2 separate regions of the Mus musculus genome follow, and region 2 is linked to region 1. The links are chromatin contacts, called in public Hi-C maps. All regions are on one chromosome and are shown on one strand. The core of a region is the stretch at or near the end of the contact, and the rest is flanking DNA. Distances in the headings are between cores, read along the strand shown.

Region 1 (4,419 bases), core at 604-3,103:
AGAAGCTCAGGGGGAAAGTCGCAGGTAAAATTCTGGAGAGTCCTAGCGAGCTGTCTCATCTTTGAAACTGTAGCAATGAGGGGACAATAGAAATGGGTTCAGGGGATTCTCAGGGGCTCTGTTTGCATGCTGGAATTCTTGGTCCTGGGCTCTTGCATCTCCCACAGGTCTCTGACATACTAGAGGCCATAGAAAAGAAGCAAACTTAGTTAACACCAAAAAGATCTTGTCCTGCCTATCCTACAGAAAGCTGTAAAGTGGTTCCTGAAGCTGGAGAGATGGCTCAGAGGTGGCACAAGAAGCCCGAAGACCTGATTTCAGATGTGAGCAGCCATGTAAAAAGCTGGGCATTGTGGTGTACTTCCACAACCCCAGGGCTCGGGTAGAGGAAGGCCCAGGGACAAGGCTCCTGGGGGCTCTCTGGCTAGCTAGTCTAGCCAATCAGTGAACTCCGGGTTCAGTGAGAGACCCTGTCTCAAAAATTAGAGAGTAATAGAGAAAGATGCCAGATATTGGCCCGTGACCTACATGTGCAGACATTATTGAGTGCAGTTACACAATGTATGTATGTATGCATGCATGCAGAAGTGGTTATTAGCACCTCTCCACAAGGAGTTGCTAGCTGGTCTTAGGGGTTAAGAGGTTGACCAGTGGCATTGCTACAGCCTCAGCTAAAAGGGGTCCTTCACCCAGGCTTTGAGCAACTGGATCCAGGAAAGCTTCCAGCAGACCAGCAGAGAGAGAGAGAGAGAGAGAGAGAGAGAGAGAGAGAGAGAGAGAGAGAGAGAAAGAGAAACTGTCTCTGGGACACCTGCTGACATCATTCCATAACCCTGCATGACTCTTGTCACCTTCTGATGTTCTCAGCCAGGAGGACACTCCTGTTTCCTCAACAAAAACAGCTGGGATCACCAGAGGACACTCCTTGCAAAGATCCAGCTGGCCTCCATCAACATATCACCTGATCCTGTGTCCCTTTCAGGAGCGATGACCATCTCCCCCACAGTAACAATTACCCTGGAGCTGAGCTTGTGAGGAGGGCAAGCAGAATCCTTTTAATCTCCAAAATAATGCCTCCATCCTTTGTCCTCTTTGAGAAAGGGAGAGAGTGACAAATACCCTAACAGCCTTTGTTGATTCTGGAACTACTGAAAAGAAACAAATGCTTTGGAATGGAAATAAAAGTGTAACGTGAAGCTGCCACACATACAAACATCCATCTGCATGCAGAAAACATGTCCCCAGTGTGACATTCTGGGAAAGAGCATCACAACACAGGGCTGGCTCAGATCATCTGCGCATGACATAAATATAGGTTTATGGAAAAGCAAGCCAAGTCCCCTGTAAGTCACCTCTAATCCCTTCCTAAGCTGTTATTGATAGTGTCCCCAAACCCCAGGCCTACCCTCAATGCAATGGGCAACATATCAGTAGAATATATATGCTGTCTTCCTTTTCACAGAAATGACAATCTAATGTAAGACTCAAGATAGTCGCCTAGAAGCAGCAATCCGGAGACCAACACAAAATTTATTATAATCAGAAAATACACTAAGAACAATAGCTGATGGATCTGTCTTAAAGACTCAGTATCAAGTCCTTGACTAAACTTTTCAGATAAGTTGCCACATTAAATACTTGGGGAAATGACCAAGAATGGTTATTAATGCTTCAGAGGCCTGAGCTTATGTCTGCTAGACTTCAGGAAAAGCAAGCATCCCCAGGGCAGAGAATGCCCTACACCAAAAAGTAGCTGGCTTCATTCAAAGAAGGTGGCACTGGGTGCCAGAATGGTAGGAAACTGCCTTTTAGTAGGGCTGTACAAGGCCTGACCTGAACTGATGCCAACAAAAGAGAAGACAGAGGCAGCTGGATGCTGGCCATGGCCATGTGTGGGAGTCATGTGTCCTTGGCAACCTGAGTTCTGTTCCCAGATCTGACAGAAGCCTGGAATGGTAGGTGTTTTATTGTTTCTTTGTTTTTGTTTTTTTTCAGTGTCACAGTGATTCCTTAGCTGTGAAAGGTGGCACTTAGATATTGTCCCCAGTTTGTCTTAGGAACAGGGGTCAGAGGAGAACACAGTGTTATAGCACACGATACAACCTGGGCTCTTCTGGGACTTATCTCCTTTATAAGAATTTCCCATATTGACTCTGCACTTTGAGTATCAGATTGGCACAGACCCCACACCTAATACCCAAGTGAACTAGACGGGTGTGTCTGCCCTGGCCTGAGTTCTCACTCTCCATGCATTTCCACTTGAGGTCTTAAGCTATCTTGAGCTAACCCAGATCCTGAGGATGTAAGTAGAGTGATTCCATCTTGATCATTTGAAACTGGCCACTGAGAGCTTCTCAGAGATCTGAGGAGACAGGTGGGACCAGGAGATGATGTTGGGGTGGGAGGAAACAGTCATCTTGTGGGCAGTGTAAAAGATGTAAACCCAGGGACCAAGTCCTCCTTCTGTATCCCATACTTCCTTGTCCAATTAGTGGGACAAAGGTATTTAGGGGAAATGTTTGGGGAACTTTCTATCGGACGTCTGAGTCAAATTCCCAAACCATGTAGAATACGATAGAGATCCTCAGTTTATCTTTAATGTCAAAGTCTGCATGCATGTCCTCTTCTGATCCCCTGTAGAATCTATGAGTATTGTGTAGTTCTCACCTACAGGTGAGGTGATAGGAAGCTGTGCAGTTTGTTCAATGTCTAGTAGATGGGTAATGCTGAGGCAGGACTCAAACCCACACCCGCCTAAATCCCAGCCCTTGTCTAGCTCTGCCTTCTGCTCTGATGAGAATGTGACTATCAGCTCATGGTCTCCTCCTGTGAGTCACAGGCACTTCCAGAATGAAAGACTCTGCTTTAGACAAGCCACTCATCCACACAGGGAGACACACCCATTTATGTGTAGCCCACAACAGTTCTTAAGGGTTTCTTCAAGCCAAATGACTACTGTCCCTGGCAATAATGATCCAGTGTATAAAGGACTTAAACAAGGATGAGAAAGCAATTGGTTGGGATCTATAGCTATCATTCCTAGGTACAGGTTTTATAGAGTGTGAGCTACATACTGTAAGTATACAAGTCAATATGTTTGGCCCAAATGTCACCTGTATAACCACCACACTTAATTTACCAACCTACTACCATTATTCCAGAATTTTCCTTTTTCCTCCTTTCTACTCAATTCTTACCCCACAGATACCCACCATTCTAGCACTGGAGATCAGTATGCCTAGCACAGGTCTTTCAAAGTTAGAGCTGTAGAGTCCGTACATGTGTCTCACTTTTGGGCCTATCACAGTTAGAGCTGTAGAATCTCTGCATGTTTCTCACTTCTGGGCCTAGCATATTTTTGAGCTTCTTCTCCTTTGTTGCAGATATCACGAATACCATTCTTTTTGTGGGTGAGTGTTAACCCAACTTGTTCACCCTGTTGATGAGTATGTGAGTGCTCTGATTTTTGGCGATTACTCGTGAAGGCAGGATGCTTTTCTAAGTCTCTTTATGGTCACACACTCCTTTTTCTTCTCTGGTAGTGGGATGCTAAGTCATTGACAAGGGGCACATGCAACCGAAATGTTTAAATTCTGTCAAAGAGTTCTCTGCGATGATTTTTAGAAGGCCAGGGTCCTTGCTTCTCCACATCATCGTCTACATCTTGGTTTTTCATTGTATTTCTGGTGACCAGCCCCTCATTTCCCTATCAGCTAATGAAATTAAATAACTTTTCACAGTCTTAGCTAAAATTCATAGCTTACTACAGAATTTGTTGCTCCTATAGATAGGACCCAGTCTTATTTTAGGAGGCTATTTGCATAATAAATAGGAAAAAAAAACCTTGGCGCCAGACTTAGGTCCACATCTTCATTCTGCCACTCACTATCTCCGATGACTTTTGCCCTGGAGTTCATCCTTCTTTCCTCGTTCCCATGTCCTTGTAAGGTGTCCTTCCTCCTCTCTCTTCCATGCAGAGCTGATTCCTCTAGAGAGAACAGGAATCCTAAACTGAGCCAACTAGATCCCTCCCTGGGAAGTCTGAGAAAGAAGAGAGGGATGGGTGGAAGAGGGAAGAGGGAGGACGGGAGAGGATGGAAGAAGAAGGGGGGACCAGAAGAAAGAACCCAGCAAAGGTGTTTCAGATGCTAAATCAATAACAATGGCACTGAACACCGTCCTGGACACTGTCAGCACCCTTGCCTTCAACAGATGGACCACTCAGTATGAAGGGAGCCAGTCTGCGTGACAGAGGAGAATTATTCAGACTGCAGAACAGCGTGCAACGATGACCCTGATGAAGGGCGGTGAATGTTACTTTCCTTCTCTCTAGAGGACATCACAGGACTCAGTGGTATGTGCTTCTGGGAAGGCCGAGTCTCTCAGCATTTAATCAGGATCTTCCTGCCTCCAAGTACC
Region 2 (4,419 bases), core at 817-3,316, 180 kb before region 1:
CTGTGCCCTTAGTGCTGGGAAAAGGTGTCTGAGCGCTGCTCACCACCCAATTCTTAATAACTGAAAGAACTTGCTACAAAGCAATAGATAGAAATAGATCAGGAAGGATAAAAAAAACAGATTTTAAAATCTGAAAAATAGCAGCCACCTACAGAGAAATTCCTGCTTTTGATGTACCTGGGCGATCCTTTTGTTGGAATCTTTGAGAAACAAACAAACAAAAACATGGTGTCAAGACAAAAAAAAAAAATACCCTGTTTATCTTCTCATCAGTCTTCTACTGGTTCCCTGTAAGATTCAGGCACTGTCAGTCAGATGAGACAGGGGAAGGCAAGCAAAGAGCAATCCAGTACAAAATGGGGCGTGCTGTGAGGGACAGTTCAGGAAAATGGGGTTGGAGCATAGCTGAGAGAGAGCCTCCCAAAATAGGTAACCTCAGAGAGAACACTCCTGCTGGCTGCTGCCTTATACAGAGCTCAGAGATGGCTTAATCACAAGTATTTATGTAAAACTCAAACTTGGTGGGGGGGGGGGGGGGGGAGACCTAGGGAGGTGGGCAAGAAGCAAGGCCAGCTTTCTTTACTAGTTTAAAAATTTCAGAACACACCTTTGCAAGATTGACGCAATCCATTCTGGCTTCCCTTAGTCACATCCTGAACACGTGGCCAAGAAACTGTTTCCTTCTATCACCTTAACAGAGGACTCATGTGACAAGGTAGCCTGTTCCCCCCCCCCCATCCCCCTTCCCGGCCATGACACTAACAACCTGGAGATGATGAAGAAGAAAGTGTGGCGTGTGTAGGAGCTACCCCAAGAGAATCAGTCCCCAGAAGAGACGAGCTAACAAGGTGAGGACATATGACTCACAGCACTGTCTCCTAATTCTAAAGGAAGGGGAGACTGGCACCAGGCCAGGAGACAGAAAAGGCATGGAAGAAAAAACTAATTTGGAGCAGGCGAGATGAGTGTTTTCTGGCTTATTTAAAAACACAGATATAGAATCTGACTGCCAGATGGGACTGCTGAGGGAGCTGGAATGTCAACAATGGAGTCAACCATGCTGAAGCATGAAAGGATCTATTTTGACAGTAGGGAGGCCAAAGCCATGGAGAGAATGATGCTCAGTGGATCGGGTGGGTGCATCTCCAACTCTGTATTTTATTTCCATTTCAATTTCTTGGAGGCAATGGCTGAGGGTATTAGCTTGGCCCTGTATTAAGGGAAAAAGATCACTACTGGTTCCTTCAAACAACTTCAAGGCTAACTGGGAGAATAAGTCAAACAGAGAGCTGATTAACAGATAGACAAGCTTCCAGTGTGAATTTGCTGAGTGTCAATTGTAGGGTGAGCACTGAGGTCACACACCTGGGCTTGAGGAACAGAAGCAGCCCATGCCTCCCTAGAGCCTCCATTGTAACAGTCACTTAAATGTGGGGAGTATGGGGAGATGCGTCATGAAGGGCCTCCGCTCTTCTTGAAAATTCCGTGGCAGATGGGAGAGATCAGCAGGGCAGCTGTGGTGTAATGGGAAACTCATGGGATTGCAAGCTTTATGTTCTCTTAGCAGTCTCCTTGCTCTGTGACCTTTGGCAAGTCCCTGAACCACCTTGAGGATGCTTCGCCACACCCTGCTCTCTTGTCTGCAGAGAGGTGACAAGGGCATTTGCTTTTTTATCATAATGATGCTGTCTCTGTGGGAATGTGAGCTAAGGGGTTGCTGGAGGGAGGATGAACGGTAAGTCATTGTAGTGTAGAGAGCTTTGAGTTTTATGCTGTTGGCCAAATGGAAACAGAGAACCCCACTGTGGGGTAATTCTCAAGAGATAAGAATGCCTCCCGGATACAAGTGTGGGAATACATTAAAGAGACAAAACCAGAAGATATGCTAACAAGAAAAAGCTAGAGGGAAGAATACTGCCTATTCACATCATCATGTGGCAGAGCCTAGAACTCAAGGCTAGCAATACTCCCTGGCTTCTCCGGGAATGTGACATCATGTGCTCTGTGATGTTTATTGCATGGCATTCCAGGAATGAAACACAGAGCCACGTCCAAGGTCAAAAAGCCTAGAAGACAGTCCTTTGTTTAATTCTAACTCTCTCTATAAACAGTGACCTAATGTGATGATGTCTCAGTCTGGTCAGGCATCCCTGACCTCCACACCTCCCTCTCTTTACTCCCTCCTTCTACCCTGAGTCAAACTGTCTGGCCTTTGTCTCACATATGGGCTTTGCAAATGAGCACGAGTGATTCGTGAGCTCAGCTAGCTGGAAAGGAGCAAAAGCATGCCAGCAAAGCAAACACTCCAGCCAAGCCATCATCCTCTGCAGGAGGGGAGTCACCTCCTTTTGTCTCAGGGTGCACTGTTGAAGAAGGGAACACAAGGATGAAGCAAAGGACTCAACTGCGCAGTGGTTGACCAGTTGTCTTGAAGACAGCTTTGCTTTAACCCAGTCCCAGCTATAGAGGTGATTTATGTTTTCTCCTTCATTCTATGGTCTCTGTTTGCTTTCTGCAAGTTCAGGATCTTATGAATGCCATGTGAGGCAGGGGTATGAGTCCATAGTTTGTGGATCCTGGTTTCATCACTCTGTCAGGCTACCATAAAGGTCAAGTTCTATTTCTTTTTATAAGAGATGGCACCTCTGAGGACGCAGAGACGTGAGATGGCCTTGCTGATCATTCACATACAAACTCAGAAGCTGAGCAACTCAGCGGAGTCACATTCGTGGAAGATGAATTCTGACTAGAAACCAGTGATGGACAGACATGAGATAGAGGACAGATGAAAAGTCTTGTTTGAGTGTGATGGGGTGAAAGATATGGGTTAAAATGTCCTCACATATGTTGACTGAGAAGCATCCACCTAGGTTGACAGTCAGGTAATATACTCTGGAAAGTGCCAAGCAGTACATAACCTGTGATCCTCCGGTGCAGTTACTTGCCTGTGCCATGGGGCAAAAGCAGCCAGGGCAGCTGGTGAGTAGGTGGGCATGATTGTGGGCATGATTGTGTTCCCATAAAAGGTGCCTTACAGGATCAGGTGGCAACTGGGTTTTCGTTCTCTAGCCTCATCTAGATCTAGAAGCACACATTCCTCTTGAGTTCTACAATGACACCCCTACCCCCTGCCCATTTAGCTATGATGTCCTGGCAAGGAGGCCAGTTTGACTCTCTGGTACTCTTCTTTTTGCCTCCCTTTCCTTATTCCTTTGTATTCCTTTATTATTCTATGATCCATTGCTCCTTGCACACACACATACACATACATACATACATATCCACATGCACCCACACACACCACACATGCACACATGCACCTGCTGTTGGCACATGTCTATTTGAACAGAGAAATGTCCTAAGGTGAGGCCAGCAGGGATGGTGGTTTTCTTAGCAAATTCCTCCAGTATCAGGGGTGGGAGAGGTTGATGTGGCAGGTGCTGAAACCCACCCTTGTCTGTCAGGTCACAGGGTGGTTAAGGCCATTCTTTTCTCTCATTTCTCTTCAACAAAATCTCCCTTTTCTCCACCTCTCTCTTTCCAGCATCTAATAATCTGAATATTGACTCTTCTACACTCTTCTCTAAAGTTCTTTGATTTCTGTTTATATTTTCTGTCACTTTAAACACTGTTCATTCACACTTTCAAGAACAGTCCTTCCATCCAGTAATCTACCTCATAAGTCCCTCGATTGCTGTGCCCACTTTAGCACCTTGCCTCTTCCATTGGAATCATCAATGAATCATGAAAATCAGTATGGTCGTTAAGAGCTGGTCTCAGGGATTAGACTTCTAGTTTCAAATCCATAATCTGTCTGTCATTGTAGCTGAGTTCATTACCATCGCCCTGCCTTGAGTGTCTCAACTATAAAATAATGTACAGTACTCAACTCATACTATGTAGGTAAGCAACTGAATATCTAGTGCGGATCCCTTAGGATAATAGTTTATTAGAATCCATATCGATTTCACATTATTTCATGTCATGATATGATGTCATAACACCTTGTATTGCTTGCTTGTGATGGTACTGTTGCAAACAAATCTATTACACTGCCCATTCTATCACATTCAATGTGTGAATGATCATGATAGTGAATGACTGTGTTTCTGGTTTATGTATTTAACCATTCTTTTATCATGTCCCCTATGTACATACACATGTATGTATGTATGTATGTATGTATGTATGTATGTATACGGCTTACCATACGTTTTGTTGGTGTTAAAAGGCCATGTTTGGTGATCTACAGGTGCATTTTAGGCTTGCATAGGACACTGGTGTTTTTCACATACAGAGAAAATTATCTAATATTCATTTTTCAGAACGAAAGAAGCCTCAGTATAGTGGCAGGTGATTCTCCTGATCCAGGTAGTAGCCATGGGACAATCTTTGTACCTTCTCAACAGGAGAAGCCTT

Evidence for each region. A called contact is a pair of places that touch in the nucleus more often than the background predicts.
Region 2: a Hi-C map of Sertoli cells shows a contact between it and region 1, with 1.8 times the contacts expected there. The contact joins two enhancer-like sites. A contact is called at or near these places in 4 of 484 Hi-C or Micro-C datasets (Sertoli cells, cerebral cortex and cortical neurons), 6 of 115 datasets of contacts at active chromatin or transcription factors (T-cell acute lymphoblastic leukemia, astrocytes, embryonic stem cells and 2 more) and 1 of 9 other capture datasets (embryonic stem cells).

Annotation. Positions count from the first base shown.
Region 1 is chr13:43,901,030-43,905,448 of GRCm38.p6, reverse strand. No RefSeq gene overlaps it. Among named protein-coding and RNA genes, the nearest start is that of Gm23117, 30 kb to the right of the region's middle. Within about 2 kb of position 1,853, at least 6 of the 459 cell types and tissues checked have an H3K27ac peak or open chromatin away from gene starts, as enhancers often do. A contact at or near this core is called in Sertoli cells, where this site is marked.
Region 2 is chr13:44,083,513-44,087,931 of GRCm38.p6, reverse strand. No RefSeq gene overlaps it. Among named protein-coding and RNA genes, the nearest start is that of Gm33630, 14 kb to the left of the region's middle. Within about 2 kb of position 2,066, at least 37 of the 459 cell types and tissues checked have an H3K27ac peak or open chromatin away from gene starts, as enhancers often do. A contact at or near this core is called in Sertoli cells, where this site is marked.